Regions from separate parts of the Mus musculus genome. Here all the other regions are linked to region 1. The links are chromatin contacts, called in public Hi-C maps. All regions are on one chromosome and are shown on one strand. Each heading gives the region's core, a stretch centred on a gene start, on an enhancer-like site or on the middle of the called end of the contact. The rest is flanking DNA. Distances are from core to core; before and after follow the strand shown. Region 1 has its middle 61 kb from the start of 2310003N18Rik. Region 2 has its middle 98 kb from the start of Gm25633. Region 3 has its middle 150 kb from the start of Gm25633. Region 4 has its middle 4.1 kb from the start of Gm39336.

Region 1 (3,768 bases), core at 452-2,951:
GTTAGGTGGGTTCTCTCCAGGGGAATTAGCCCCTCCACCTTCACCTTGCTTCTTCTTGGTCTCACAACTATGGAAAGAACTCCTTTTTAACTCAAACCAACAGTAGCTTTGCACTGTTCCAAGGTGTAACCCTAGAGCCCCGGAGCAGTCTGGTGACAAAGGGAGATGTTATACTGTAATGGAAACACACCAACTCAAGAGATGATAAAGATGACTAGAGCCCTTGATTGTTGACACAGAGGCTTGCTATGTAGCTCAGGCCGCCCTAGAGTTCACAATCCTACACAGTCTCTGTGCTGTGTGCTGGGAGGGCAAATTTTGACCATGAGAGTCAAAAGTTTTGATTTCGCAATTGAATTGGATCCCATATTAAGTCTGACCCTGGACAAGGGATGTGAGCCTCTTCAGCGTCACCAGGGCACTGTGAAGAACGGTTTATCTAGAAACTCTCAGAGTATGCCTCCCAAGACCTCCATTCAGAAGAGATCCAGTTTCCCTGGCTGGAGAAGCCATTCTGTAAGAGTGCGATTCAGTCTGTGTCATTCTAAATCAATATTTTCATTGTTGTCTAATACTATCCTTGGAATCTTGACTTCATTTTCTTATAGTCCCACTTCCCTCAGAGTTGTACGAACTCCAAACCTTATAAAACCTGGTTGTATTGCTCATGGCCCTCAGGGGGTTACTCAATTAATGGGTAAAATGAAGTGCACACATACACACACAATGTGATTGGTTTGCAGAAAGCCAAGCACTGTTGGCCACAAATGATTATGAACAGAGTGCTGGGCTCCCTCCCTGCTAACCCAGGTAAGGGTGGGTCTAACACATGGTATGAACCTGACTGTGCTCTGCAGCCAGGCCCTAGCCAGCTAGCCTGGGCCAGAATCCTTAGTGACAGAAATGTTGTTCTGTGGATAAGCATCCAACTAGCTTTCCAGGAGGCCCCAAGCCTAGTCTTCCTTTTGACACGAAGCAGATTCCCCTTCTCTAAACCACTGTTTATATTTTAGCCAAGTGTCCCACATAAATCTCAGATCCAACCACCAGACTCTTTGGCTGCTAAAGAAAAGACAAAGACCAACAAGAAAATGGCCTAATAAGGAGTGTTCATAAAAGAGTTGGGGTGTCTCTGTAAAAGGCTATTCCAGGGTCAATTCCACACAACCCTACTGTGAGACTCCAGTATTGGAGGCCAGGATAGCGTTGAAAGCAGCTTCAGAGGGAAAACAAGGTTGTTTCAGAGAACCATGGCTCAAGCCAGGGGAGTGGGGCTGTGCAATATACACTTGGTTCAGGTCAGATTCAGAGAACTTCCTGAAGCCCCTGCTCCAGAGCGCTAGCTAGGAAACACACAGATTTGATTTCAGTTCAAATCTCTCCTATGTATGACTTCGTTTCCTATCCCCCCCCCCCCCTGCCCTTCACCCCCTCCCTCTTCCCTTTCTTTCTATAAGGAAAATAGAACGTAACTTTGTAATGGCTTTGTGGTCCCATAAATTAATATTAGGGTTTGGTTCAGAGCTCAGCGTAGTTATGTGGTAAATTGTGGTTTGGGGCTCATGGTCTGGATGAGGTCTCTGATTTGAAGGCCTGGAAGCTTGCAGAGTGGTGGCTAGAAAGAGCTCGGAAGAAACCTTTTGCTTGTAGGAGGAGTTGGCAGCTGAATCGAGCTGGACCTATGCTGACTCCCGAATTCTCCAGCCATTGCTTCAGGCTTGGATGCCCCTGTTTCTTTTCAGCCATAGTCTTGTGTAGTCTAGCCCAGAGTAGCTGTTATTTTTAAATAATAATTAAAAAGAGTGAAAGTAATCTTTGGGGAATGCAGGAAGGGAGAAAGTATCTTTATATTTAGACATTCTGGACTTGATTATAAATCCTGGAGCGTGGCCGCTCTGTTGGGAATTGCTTCTCTAGGCAACCCCTTCCTACATGATTAACCGACTACTGCCATCTAGTGGATTTGGAGGCCTTTGCCACACTAACTCCTAATGGAGGAGATGTGTGCATTGATTTTAAAGAGAAGCCATACTTAATTGGGCCCCTGCAAATCTTAGGATGGCCCACTGGTAAGGATTAAGAATCAGTCACTCTTGGATATTCCCCTGACTCCCCTGCACAATGTCTATGCTTTGACATCAATTAAATGAAGAAGGAGGAGGAGGAGGAGGAGGAGGAGGAGGAGGAGGAGGAGGAGGAGGAAGAAGAAGAAGAAGAAGAAGAAGAAGAAGAAGAAGAAGAAGAAGAAGAAGAAGAAGAAGAAGAAGAAGAAGAAGAAGAAGAAGAAGAAGAAGAAGGAGAAGAAGAAGAAGAAGAAGAAACATCAATGGGAGTTTATTTGGCAACTGACCAAAATCACTGTTACCCATTTACTGTGGGTAACAATCTTACTTACCAATTCCAGTTTCCCACTGAGGCTATAAACAGGATCATGGCAGTCCTTGGGCAAGACCAGAAGAAGCCCTTATTTGGAGGGGGAATGGGGGATCAGAGCCCTTGTAGCCATTTTCAAACAAACTGTGCTTTGGACTATTTAAGAAGCCCCAGGTTTCAGCCTCCAGGCACTAGATAGATACAAAGAGTCTTCTATAGATGGGATAAAAGTGTCTGGGGTGTGAACCCTGGAACTTCAGATGTAGCAGAATTCAAGATCACTTGCAATGTCTCTTCAGAAGGTAGATACATAAATATTCAGAGAAAGAGTTTAAGAAATAAACCAAATAGACAACACTAGAAGTGTGCAGTTTCAATCTAAAGCTGGATGTAGAGCTAATCACACACACACACACACACACACACACACACACACACACACACACACACACACACCAAGCCTCAGTCCTCTCATCTGGAAAATGAAGGCTCTGTTTAATTACCCTTCTGAGCACTTCTAGATGAAGTTGTATATGCTCAAGTTTTGGGAATAGCTCCAGGTCTGAGAGGTTGAACTGAGGGATCTTTTACACCTCACAAGGAGCACTTCCTACAGAAAGTGAGAGTATTTCACTTGAATGAGAACTTGATCAACCCATGGTGAGTTAGGTCATCCTGGTAGTTATGGATAGACCTAGGGGAAAGGCAGTGTACTGAGTCTCTTCTTGCCTTAAGTCACCGTGTGACCTTAGCAGGTTCTTTATATAATAACACTAGCTTTCCACAGCTAAAAGATATCCACAGTAGCTTTGATCTCATTTTCTTCTTAAAGGGTAGTGGAAGTATAAACAAGCAGAAGTGCTTCTTGAAAACCACAATATGGTTGGGAATGGCGGTTACACACACTTATAACCCAAGCACTCAAGAGACTGATGCAAGATTATCAGAGTTTGAGGCCATTCTGAGACACACTGCACAATTATCTTAAAAAAAAAAAAAAAAAGCTGAGTTGGGAAGGTATCTCATTGGGCAGCGGTGTCTGTTGTGCTAGCATGAGGAGCTAAGTCCCCAGCCCCTCTGTAGAATAGCCAGGCAGCTACATGTGCCTGTAATCTAAGCATTGGAGTGGTCAGGAAGAAACAGGAAAATCCAGGGATTTACTTGTCAATCAGCCATGTCAAAATGACAGGCTTCTGGTTCAGTGAGAGGCTGGGAGATGCTGTCTCAAGAGAATGAGGCAAACAACTGTAAAAGAAACTCACATACTCATTCATGTGCACATGCCATATATATACAACTCACATGCTCTATACACACATATAATTGCATATAAGACACATACATACAAACACACACATGGAGAGAGAGAGGGCGAGTTCAGAATGAGTTTAAAAT
Region 2 (3,768 bases), core at 422-2,921, 250 kb before region 1:
GAAAGAGAGAGCTTTGCACACAGCAGAGACTGTCTGAGTGGAGAGGAGTAATCGCAGGTTCTATGAGATCCTGGGATTTGGATTTCTCCACTCCTTTTCAAATCCGATTTCCCTACCCACTTTCTCACCAACAGAGCACCCACATGGGTCAAGGTCAATGGACACTGTGAGGAAGGAGGTGGCATTGCTGTACAAAGTGAGGGGAAGACAGGACAAGAGGCAAGGCCTCTCCATGATAGCTAACTAAGTCTCAGGGAGAAATCACACATGGAAATTCCAGACCCACAGGAACCAGGCAGGTCAGTCTCCTATGGGTTTCATGGGCTAAGGTTCCGGCTTGGGTTAAGTCCCTGCTGTGCCCGAAGAGACCAGAGGGATGTCTTGTCTCTGGGCCTTCTGCAGCCTGCCAGTCCTCGCTCTGGGTGATTTGATTTGTGCTGTGAAGAGTACAAATGCCCCCTGGGATCAGAGTGGTTGATTCTGGACTCCTTCCACTGGGTCATTTTACTGACTGGCTATTCATCTGGGTTCAGTGAGAGAAGGGAGGACAGAGGAAGAAGGCTTGACTGCCATTAACTCCTTCATTGCTGGCCAGTCCTCTGCCTGCTCATTAGAAGAGCTCACTTCCAGTCCTTTGGAGGTGCATCCCACCCACCCTGCCTTGACTCTGGCACCTGTGGAGGAGGTAGGTCCCAGTTGCTTTGCCATGGTCTACTAGCGTGGTCTCAAGCGTCCAAGCAATGGCCTTCATCAGCTTCTCCGCTGCCTTGCATTCGTCTGACACTGAATAGGCAGGTTATAAAAAAGACAAATGGTCTGTGGAGAAAAATCTCTCTATGCCAGGAGAAGAAGTAGACAGAAACAAATAGAAGGAGCTTCCTTCTAGCACTGTGGCACTTCCTTTCCATTCCAGGGACCAAATAGCCTGCTTTAAACCAGAGCATCTTCCCAAGATGCAGGTGGATCAAAGGAAACTGTAGGGGGAGCTTCCAGCCAAGCCAGGGGACATATGCTATTATACTTGGGGATGGGGTCAGGTATGGGCAATGCCTCTAATGCTGCCCAAGGACATTGACTCTCAGGCATGGGAAAAAGATGATAGGAAGTGTCCCTGTGCCTCTAACTTGGCCTCAAGGACCCTGTAGCCCTCTACCATGTGAGGCCTCCAGGAGCCAAGCCACCTGCTTTCATAGATGACAGCTCACAGAGAAATAACTTGTTCCTATGGGAAGTGGTGATCAATGGCTCAAATTAAATCCCAGAAAAGCTTTTCTTCTTGTCTGACACTTTATAGTTTCTCAGCTTATCTCTTCCCGGGATGGCTGTATAGGCCAGATGATAACGACCTGAACAGCCTAGAAAAACATGAGTTCACTGAGGATTTAAGGTGTGAATTAGCTCTTAGATGGGCTGAGAGTGGGGAATTCTACTTCATAACACCCAACCTTCCAGCAAAATCCTGTGTGGGCAACTCTTCAGTGTCTCCACCCAGCCCCTGGCCCTGTTTAATGCTTAAGCATCCTGGGTTAATAAGTGCTTTTCAGTCACCAAGCCTCATTGAAATGCCTTCAGCCTCTGAGTCACTCCATCTCTCCCATCTGCATTCCCCTTAACTGAATTATCTCTGCATGAGTAACAGAGGTCTGTCTGGGCCCTGGACTGTCTGCTCCCCAGATTTGATAGCAACAGATTCTTGAATAGTCCCACCCACCCCGGTCATGCCTCTCCCTCCACAACACAGTCCCAGAGTCCTCCAGAAGAGGTCCAGCGGTCTTTAATGATCCACCTACAGCCTGGCTGGGCTGAGAGCCAGGATCAGAGAGGCCAGCTCTGTTCTTGGCAGGAAATGAGGGGCCGCTATAGAAATGCCACCCAGGCTGGAAACAAGATCTATGGAATAGCGGCTCTGAGTGGGTGAAGTGCTGGAGAGCAAAGGGTAAACCATGGTGCCCTGGTCTGTGGCCCTTGCCCACAGAATCTGCAGAGATCTGCATTTCAAGGCACCAGACTGGGTAGATTCAGGCCAGGGAAACTTGTTCTTTGCCTGTCAATTTAAAACTTCGGTCACCTCTGGATCACCTTGAAAGGGCCCAGTGTTTAAAGACTGTCTCCCAGAATTTAATTCAAAAGTTGGAATCAGCAAGTTAAAGGTAGGATCTGAGAATCAGTCTTTAGAACAGGCCTTCCCAGTAAGGAGAGGACTTTAGGACATATGTCTAGTGATTCAGACAAGAAAGCTAATAGAGTCACTGTAACTCTTTCACATAGGCAAGTAGGATCGCTCTATATTTCCTAACCTTGAAAGTTAGATAACTCCATGGAGCTGCCTCTCCTCTATAAACCCATTCAAGTCATTAGAGACATTTTCTAACAGGCAGGCTATTAGATCCCAATACAGCTATGTGTAGCTATGTGTGAACCTTGAGTTCATATAACACACATTCTGTGTCAGGTTTTCTACTATCTCCTTTAACCTGAACAACAGTTTTTGAGGTGTGTTATATTATTAATCCAGCCAGCACAGGATGAAACCGAGGCCTAATGAGGTAAAAATAACTCCTGCTAAGGTCATAAAGATAAAGGATTAACCCAGGATTCAGGCTCAGCATAGCAACTGTTGGAAGTGGATTCCAAAGAAGAGGTGGAATTCTTGCCCCTTTTAATGAAACTGCAGGGTGAGTTTCCAGCCAAGCAAGGGAACATGAGCTATTATAGCCGGGGTCCTGGGGGTGGAAGTGGGGTGGTGGCGGGGGACAACCCACCCAATGTTACCCTTGGACACTGACTCTCAGGTGTGGGGAAAGGATGCAAGTATGTCTTTGACTTGGCCCTTTTTATTTCCGCACCCCATTCCTGGTACCAACTTCAGATTAGTTGCTTTTCTGTTTTTGTGATAAAACAGTAGGAAGTGTCCCTGGGTCTCAGACTTGGCCCTAGTACCTCAGGCCTGTGAATTAAACATGCAAAAGGGACATTAACAGGAGGAAATAACAACACGGGCTATTTATACATATGATTTACATGTACCATGGGAGATCTCAGATAAGTTACTCAAAGGGCTAGTTAGATTGGAGGATCATCTTAGCAAAGACAGAAAAAATATGGCAAGAGACAAGAAAACAGAATGGGGTGGGCTGGCTTACAGGAAAGGACTTGAAGCCAGGTGACTTTTGAGGAGCCTAATGATAGTGCTTTGAACGTTTGACTTACGAAGACTGGACACAGTGTCATCAGCACAAGCTTTCTCATCCCTGGAGTAGCTTTCGTGTGTATCTACAAATGTTATTCTCCTGGTAAACACACACACACACACACACACACACACACACACACACACTCTGTTTCTAGCAGATGATGTGAGAGCAGCAAACTCTTTCTGCATTCCTTGTATCTAAGTTGACTTCAGTGGCATATTTTGTGGTAGTGAATTCTGGGCCTCTCTTCCCTAGCTAGTCTATCTTAGAGCCCAGCTGCTTCAGGTGGCCGCCAAGGCTTCAGCTGTTATCAGTCAGTCATGATGGTCAGCTTCTGACAGATCTGCAGTGGAGGGATGGACTTAAGCAGGTGTTACCAGCCTGGATACAAAAGGGCAGAAAGCTATGTGAGATTCTGAGTGGAACACTGTCTTGAGAGTCAGGGTGGGCTTCAAGTTTCTGGGTAAATTTGAACTCAAGCAAGTCATTTTCCTCCGAGGCCTTGGTTCTAGCCTTGTCTTAAGAGGGTATTAAGTGGGGAGACATCTAGATGTTTTTTCTCATCTCTGACATT
Region 3 (3,768 bases), core at 648-3,147, 200 kb before region 1:
GATGAGACAAGGGTTGGCCGCAGGCTCCAAGGAAGTCATTACCTGGAATGTGCTCGCATGCACTTATTAGGTGGCAGGGAGAAGTAGAGAATTGTCTTTGGGTCTTTGTCCTGGAGCTGGCTGGAGGTAGCCTGGGATCATGAAGATGGCAAGGCTTTACCTTTTCCCTGGAGAGTCAGTCAAGACTATGAGCAATGACTACTAGAGAGGAGTCAGACCCTCATCTGCCGTGGGGTCATGCTAGAGGTGCCACCTTCAGGAGGTACCTGCTTCCTCTACAGCCTGCTGTGAGGAGGCCCAGGACATTCCTCCATGATTTTAGAGCCCTTGCTTAAACGCTGAGAAGAAGCTACGGCCGATCAGATAGGGGTTTTTAGCCAAGGACACTAAGTGCTAGGACTGTATGCTCCAGGGCTCCAATGCACAACTTTCCAGGCGTAGCAGCCTTTCACTGGAACAAACACTATGGGTTGCCGAAGGATTGGGAAGGAGAAGCAGAGTCAGGTGAGGCTGGAGAAGAGAGCTCAGCTGCTAAAGCACTTGCCTTATATGCAGGAGGTCCTGATTGTCATCCATAGAACACCCGATAGAGACAGATTAAACAACAGCAAATAGCCATTGTACACATGTGCACTCCCAGCCCAGGAGAGGCAGAGATGAGTGAATCCCAGGCCTTTGTGTGCAGTACAAGCAATTTAAGTTTATCCCTAACTAGCTTGCAAAGAAATGAGACTCAAACTATTGTTATTTTATTTGGCTTTGACAATTACTGGGGCCAGGGAGGGGGGGTAACCCCTAGTCTACCTTCTAACTGATGACCTGGCTAGCTCCCCAGTAGTGTACCCCTAGACACTTGCTGTTTCTCCTGGCCATGTGCTCATTGGCCATCTTCCCTCATGGCAGCTTCCTCTCTCCTCCTCCTCCTTCCTCCATCCTTCTTGGTCTCTCCTCCAACCAGGTCATTCCAAACCCACCACCTATCTCTAATACCTCCAGTAATTGGCTGTAGCCAATTAGATTTAACCAATAGTTTTAAATCGAGAAACAAAGTTTGCACAACAAAAAGCTGCTAACCGTGAGAAGTCACTGGTAAGCCTAGGCCTTTGGGTATAGAATTTAGCATTACAATACATAGCGACAGACCAAACTGCAACAACTTTCTGGCTACACATCCCAGTTTACTAGTCATGTTCCAGTGCAGTAAGAGACCCTGTTTCAATAAAATAAAATAAAATAAAATAAAATAAAATAAAATATAAAAAATATAAAATAGGTGGTGTCTGAGAAATAACAACTGAGGTTGTCCTCTGGCCACGCCCACATTTGTGCACCCTGACACATACATGTACACCCACATGCATACAAACACAGAGCCCATGCTGGAAGGACGGCAGCCTCAGTAGGAAGATGGACACAGGCTCCATTCAGAAACGGGGGAAGGAATGAAAAGTTATCCTTCGGAATCTCAAGTCACCTCCCTCCTCATTTCCCACCTCCTCTGTGTATAATCCAACTGCTGAAGGAGGCTTTCTGCATCCTAAGGGAACCATCTTCTAGTCATTCTTTCCCTTAGCTGCTTTAGAAAGCTCTAGAAGGGCAAGGGATGCCTGCCAGCTGGCTTCCAAAAATGAGTCCAGTTGAGGTATGTAGATGGGCGGAGCAGAACCTTCTGTGTACTCTCCCTGCAGCTTGGCACTTACTGACCTGTCCCAACAGGCACCAATTTAATGGTGTTAGATCCAGAGTTGTACTCCACAGATCCAGGGCAAGGATGTACCCTGAGCTGCAGGGACAGCATATACTGAGTTGCATTTGGCACCAGCCACAGCCTCCCTCCCGGGAGCTCCGAGGCTGAGTGTGCCTGCTGCTCCTTCGCATTCAGCAGACTGAACTGGCCACCTTCCAGGGAGCCTCAGGCCTGGAATTCAGGCTCTTCTCCTCCCCTTCCTCTACTGTACCCCAGAGAGCTCTGATCAAAGCGAGCAGAGAAATGAAGGAGTTGTATGGAGGTACAGTCATGTGGAAAGCCCGGGAAAGAGACGTGCTTAGCTTATCTGTCTGCAACCGAAACTCAGAAGGCTTCCAGGAATAGCCAGACAGGGAAATTGACCCCAACATCCTGGCCTTGTGCCAGCTGGAGAAGACCTAGTCAGGGCAGGCCTGCAGCCGATCGTCTAGAACATAAGACTCCAGGAAAAAAATTCCCTATCTCAAGGGATCTCCCACAGCTCCAAAGATCCTGCAAAAGGTTGGATCCTTCTGTAAAAGCATGAAACCTACTCAGAGGTTCCCCCAGACCTTGCAGTAGGGGATGATGCATACAGCCTAAGTGAATAGGTAAATGAAAGATGGCGGAAAATGTCCTGGGTGCCCTAATGTGATGATGATCATTGGCAGCAAGATATGGACCAGTGGGATAGCTCAGTTGGTAAAGCGCTTGCCCATGCAAGCATGAAAAACCTGAGTTCCATCCCCATGTTGTGCACTTGTAAACTTAGGGATGGGATGACAGAAAAAGGCTGGTCAACCACACTAGCTGCATTGACAAGTTCCAGACCAGTGCCAGCTCATGTCTCAAACACGGTGGAAAGTGTTCTTCCAAAGTCCTAAGGTCCTAAGTCATAAGAAGACCCAGTCAGGTTCTGTGCAGATCCAATGAGCAGTCTCTCTCTCTCTCTCTGACTCTCTCTTTTCTTCTCTCTCTGACTCTTTCTCTCTGATGCTCTCTCTCCCTCCTTTCCTCCCCCCACCTCAAGCTTGACATACCACATCTGTATTCAAGTCTTACCACTGAATGGTCTTGGGGGAATTACTGAACCAGAAGTCCAGCTTCCTTATTGCAAACAGCAATATTGCCATCCCTTAGTGCTTCTGTTGTGAGGGTTAAGTGAGGTGCTCCATGAACAATTCTGCACAATGCTTGACTTAGAATTTGACCCCCACACACCCTAAAACACACTTAGTATTAATTGCTCTTAAAAAGACCCTGCCTTTTAACAGTAAACTTTAAGTGCTCAACAATTTTATTATAGAGGATATAATTCCTACTTGTATCTGGGAAAGTTTCTCTCACCGATAAGAGTACAGGAAGATGATGGTCTTCTGTGCCTGAAGGATGTTGCCCCACTCTCCTATGCTATGTCTACTAGAATATGCTAGAATACTTTATTATTCCAGGAATCCTTGTGGATAGACTCATCCCTTAATTTTCTCTCTTCTATCCTCCCAGATAGTTATTAGTTATTTCTGTGATGTTTTCCATATCACCTTTCTCAGTATTTTTCAACTCCTTGAAGATATGGCATCCATTCATTCATTTCCCCCATCTTCCACCCAATGAATCAATATTGAGTACCAATCGTGTCCACGCTATGATCAAGTGCTTAAGACACACCAGTGAGAATGGAAAGTATACTGTTTTCTTCTTTGTGAGTCTACGTGGAAAGAGGCAGTTGGTGATATGTGATAACACAAATATTTAATCACTACTGAGTAATAACTGGGAACATCTACAATCTATGATGAACCCTATACCCTTATTGTCAACTTGACATAACCTAGAGTGACCTAGGAAAGGGTAACCTCAGTTGAAGAGCTATCTCCATCATATTGGTCTGTGCCCATACACATTAAAGACTATCTTTGTTGGTTATTGGTGTAGGAGGGCCCAGCCCTCTGCGGCCAGCACTATTGCTGGCTAGGTAGGTCTGGGATGTGTAAGAAAGCTAGCTGAGCATGAGCTAATGAACTATTAAGGAGTGTTCTGCC
Region 4 (3,768 bases), core at 921-3,420, 130 kb after region 1:
CGGACTGCTGCTTTGAGCTGTGGTCTCCCTTTCCAGCTATGGGTAGTTAAGACAGATTGTTGGACATGCCTAGAATGGCCCTTGGGAAGGAGCCAGGGATGGGGGTGGGGTGATCTGTAAATATGCTTTTCCAACGTATCCCCACTGGTAGCTGCTGCTGCTGCTGCTGTGGTCCAAACTTTGTAAATCTACAGCTTCTGGGCTGGGACTGACAACCAGGTTGAGGGCTGAACGATGAAGCTTCCAGAAGAAAGGTTTTGAAGAATATGAAAGTATTCTCAGGCTTTTTAATCTGGAAACAGGAAACTTTTCAAAAAATGACTCAGGCATTGCCTGTGGGTCAGAGAGGGTGATGTGTGAGGGCCCACTGAGACAAGGCATTGGATTTACTCACATTGGCTGCCCATTATCCCTGATGTCATGCCTCCTGGTTAAACATGTCTGTAGCTGGCTCTACTCCCTGGCCTTTATCCTGTCCCACAGGTAGATCTAGATGAAGATTTTGTTCTCCCTAGCCTGCCTGGTTCAGACAAGTAGCCATGCTACTCACTGCCTACCCCACTGTCATAGTTAGGGCTTCTGTTGCTGCGATGAAAACATCATGACCAAAAAGCACATTGAGGAGGAAAGGGTTAATACACTTCTAGATCATAGTCCATCATTGGAGAAAGTCAGGACAGGAATTCAAGCAGGGCAAGAATCTGGAGGCAAGAGCGGATGCAGAGGCCATGGGAGGCTGCTGCTTGCTCCCCATAGCTTCCACAGCCTGCTTACTTATAGAACTGAGGCCCACCAGCCCAGGGATGGCACCATCCACAGTGGACTGGGCCCTGCCCTATTGCTCACTAACTGAGAAAATGCCTTACAGCTGGATCTCGTGGAGGGGGTTCCTCAACTGAGGCTCCTTCCTCTCCGGTGATTCTAGCTTATGTCAGGTTGACATACAAAACCAGCTAATATACCCATCATAATCATTTAAGTTCTAAGTTAGTTCTCCTTGCTTGCCTCTTTCACTGAAGAGGCCAAGGCCCTCGAAAGCTACAATGTCTGAGTTTCCTTGTGGGTGGCTCAAATTCCATTTGGTCACTGGGAAACACCAGGATGAGTTCCAGCTGTTTCTTTAATGCTGTGTTAGTTTCTTTTTTTGTTGTTGTTGTTGTGACTAAACGCCCAAAAGAAGTAATGTAAGAGAAAGGGGATTTATCCTGCCTCCTGGTGGTCAGGGAATAAGAATATCATGGCACATAAGATATATATATATATATATATATATATATATATATATATATATATATATGTAATATATTATATGTATAATATATAATGTATATAATAAGAATATCTTGGCAGCAGGAAGAGGAGGCAACTGGGCATTGTCAGCAGTCAGGAAGCTGAGATACGGATGCTGATGTTCTTCTTGCTTTTTTCCTCTTCACTCTGGACCCCAGCCCGAGTAAACAGTGTGACCTGCATTAAGGAAGTAGGCTTGCTAAGTAATCTGTCTTTTAGGTGATTCTAGTTGCTGTCATTTGTGTCAGCAAGTAATACTATCACACACTCCTCTCTCCCCGGAGTGGCATCTCTTACAATGCAATCATGTGTCACCTAAAGACAAAGATATGTCTGAGAAGTGCATCATTTTGGTGAGCAAACATCATAGGATGCACTCATGCAAATGCGGATGGTATAGCTCAGGACACAGCTAGGCTAAATGGTATAGTCATCATAAAAGTGGCCGGTTGTTGACTAAACCACTGTTGCACAGTGTGCTTCCCTGTCTAAGTGACCCCTGCTCCATGATTCCAGGTTTATAATTGGAAAATCATTTCTGTAAAACTCTCCCTCAGGGTGGTAGTAGCTTCCTGCTGCCGTGATTTCAAGAGGCATCACTGTCCTTAATTCATTCCATTGATCCAGAGGAAAAAGCTCACTGCGGCTTCTGGTGCATCCACCCTGAACTCCACCCACTCCACAGAGTGAAGTGGGCACAGCAGTGGAGGCGGAGCCACCGCAGACCTCATCTGCCAAGCACTGAATGGCTGTTTTCTCTAGGAAGCTTCCCGCAGGAGAACACAGGCTTTTCTGATAAAGCCAAACAACAAGACAGAATGGCTGCCCCTGTGAGCAAATGTGCTCCTGAGGCCCGAGTCTAGTCAGGAGGTTGGTACCAGCAGCCCTCCAGAGTCTGGTGATGTTGCCATGGTAGCAGAAGGGTCACTGCTTAGCAACAGGCCAGAGCTGCGGGAAGTTGCTAAGGTATTTTCACATGTGTTAAAGCAAATGGATGTTTATGGCAGTCTTGAGTGTAAATACACCGTGGGGGGAGAAGAGAAAGCATACACACACAGGCCACCCAGCGACGTGAAGGGCTGCATTCCCCTGATACCCCGGGCCCAAAGAAGATGCCTTTTCTCTGGAGGAGGCTGTAGAAGACCTGGCGAAGCACATCTATCATCCTCCCTAAAACAGTTGACTTCCAATTGACCCTGTCATAAAAGCATCACCATCACTTAATTATCACTGTGGTCTCCTAAATGGATTTTGAGCATCTCAGTGACATGGTAATCAAATGCTAGTACTGCTGAGGCCCAACACACAGCCCCTCCGTCCCTCTCTTTCTCCATCACTTGGTACACATCATGTCACTTCTCTGTGCCTCAATGTCTTATCACACCTTTCATAGTTTTTGTGAGAATTAAGTTATTCCATGGCAGCATGACATAGGTATACCACATATAATGCATAATCTGTTCAAGATAATGTTCTTAGCAGCCAATAAAATTATGAGTGCCTGGCCCTATAGAAGTAACAACATAAAAATTATCAAAAGCTAGAGCATGTCTATTTCATTGCCAGCGTATCAAAGGAAAGGGCCTAAGTCCTCGGTTGGCCAGTCAACGTACCCCAAATCTGACTTCAGACTGAGTTGCCTACTTAGGGGCAGTTTTGAGGATTAAAGCAATTCATGTAGAAATGCAGCATAATGTCTGCCCTACAATAAAGATTCAGTAAAGGTTCCCCTCACTACAAAAAAAAAAAAAAAAAAAAAAAAAAAAAAAAAAAAGCTAGTATTGTTCCTTCCAGAAATCAGAGCTATGTAGGACTGAGTTCCAGCCCTGAACACATGCATGCACCCTACCAGACTTACACACATCTGTGTCTTCTTCACCCTGCCTTGACCAACACTTACTTCCTCTACCTTCCCACCAGTCTCATGTCTGCATGATCTTCAAAGCCATGCATAGGTCTACCCTTGCCTGAAAACTCCCTGACCTAGCTAATTTTGGCTATCCACTTCACACAAGCTGGAGTTATCACAGAGAAAGGAGGCTCCCTTCAGGGAATGCCTCCATGGGACCCAGCTGTAAGGTATTTTCTCAATTAGTGATCAAGGGTGGAAGGGCCCATTATGGGTGGTGCCATCCCTGGACTGGTAGTTGAAGTGTGGACACTATGCCCCTCCTTAGATTTGGGAACAAAACACCCATGGAAGGAGTTACAGAGACAAAGTTTGGAGCTGAGATGAAAGGATGGACCATGTAGAGACTGCCATATCCAGGGATCCACCCCATAATCAGCATCCAAACGCTGACACCATTGCATACACTAGCAAGATTTTATTGAAAGGACCCAGATGTAGCTGTCTCTTGTGAGACTATGCCGGGGCCTAGCAAACACAGAAGTGGATGCTCACAGTCAGCTAATGGATGGATCATAGGGCTCCCAATGGAGGAGCTAGAGAAAGTACCCAAGGAGCTAAAGGGATCT

What was found. A called contact is a pair of places that touch in the nucleus more often than the background predicts.
Region 2: a contact with region 1 is called in a Hi-C map of the N1E-115 cell line, with 5 times the contacts expected there. The contact joins two enhancer-like sites. A contact is called at or near these places in 1 of 39 promoter capture datasets (the 3T3-L1 cell line), 24 of 484 Hi-C or Micro-C datasets (the 3T3-L1 cell line, the AML12 cell line, the C2C12 cell line and 14 more), 10 of 115 datasets of contacts at active chromatin or transcription factors (the NIH/3T3 cell line, embryonic fibroblasts, embryonic stem cells and 5 more) and 1 of 9 other capture datasets (embryonic stem cells).
Region 3: a contact with region 1 is called in a Hi-C map of uterus. The contact joins two enhancer-like sites. A contact is called at or near these places in 1 of 15 datasets of contacts at CTCF or cohesin (the NIH/3T3 cell line), 11 of 484 Hi-C or Micro-C datasets (the N1E-115 cell line, cerebral cortex, cortical neurons and 4 more), 2 of 115 datasets of contacts at active chromatin or transcription factors (the NIH/3T3 cell line and embryonic stem cells) and 1 of 9 other capture datasets (embryonic stem cells).
Region 4: a Hi-C map of the N1E-115 cell line shows a contact between it and region 1, with 3 times the contacts expected there. The contact joins two enhancer-like sites. A contact is called at or near these places in 1 of 39 promoter capture datasets (hippocampal neurons), 7 of 484 Hi-C or Micro-C datasets (the N1E-115 cell line, cortical neurons, embryonic fibroblasts and 3 more) and 1 of 115 datasets of contacts at active chromatin or transcription factors (bone marrow-derived dendritic cells).

What each region holds. Positions count from the first base shown.
Region 1 is chr9:50,170,325-50,174,092 of GRCm38.p6, forward strand. No RefSeq gene overlaps it. Among named protein-coding and RNA genes, the nearest start is that of 2310003N18Rik, 61 kb to the right of the region's middle. Within about 2 kb of position 1,702, at least 35 of the 459 cell types and tissues checked have an H3K27ac peak or open chromatin away from gene starts, as enhancers often do. A contact at or near this core is called in the N1E-115 cell line, cerebral cortex, embryonic fibroblasts and 2 more, where this site is marked.
Region 2 is chr9:49,922,485-49,926,252 of GRCm38.p6, forward strand. No RefSeq gene overlaps it. Among named protein-coding and RNA genes, the nearest start is that of Gm25633, 98 kb to the left of the region's middle. Within about 2 kb of position 1,672, at least 73 of the 459 cell types and tissues checked have an H3K27ac peak or open chromatin away from gene starts, as enhancers often do. A contact at or near this core is called in the N1E-115 cell line, embryonic fibroblasts and stem cell-derived neural progenitor cells, where this site is marked.
Region 3 is chr9:49,974,489-49,978,256 of GRCm38.p6, forward strand. No RefSeq gene overlaps it. Among named protein-coding and RNA genes, the nearest start is that of Gm25633, 150 kb to the left of the region's middle. Within about 2 kb of position 1,898, at least 99 of the 459 cell types and tissues checked have an H3K27ac peak or open chromatin away from gene starts, as enhancers often do. A contact at or near this core is called in the N1E-115 cell line, cerebral cortex, stem cell-derived neural progenitor cells and 1 more, where this site is marked.
Region 4 is chr9:50,304,126-50,307,893 of GRCm38.p6, forward strand. No RefSeq gene overlaps it. Among named protein-coding and RNA genes, the nearest start is that of Gm39336, 4.1 kb to the left of the region's middle. Within about 2 kb of position 2,171, at least 59 of the 459 cell types and tissues checked have an H3K27ac peak or open chromatin away from gene starts, as enhancers often do. A contact at or near this core is called in the N1E-115 cell line, where this site is marked.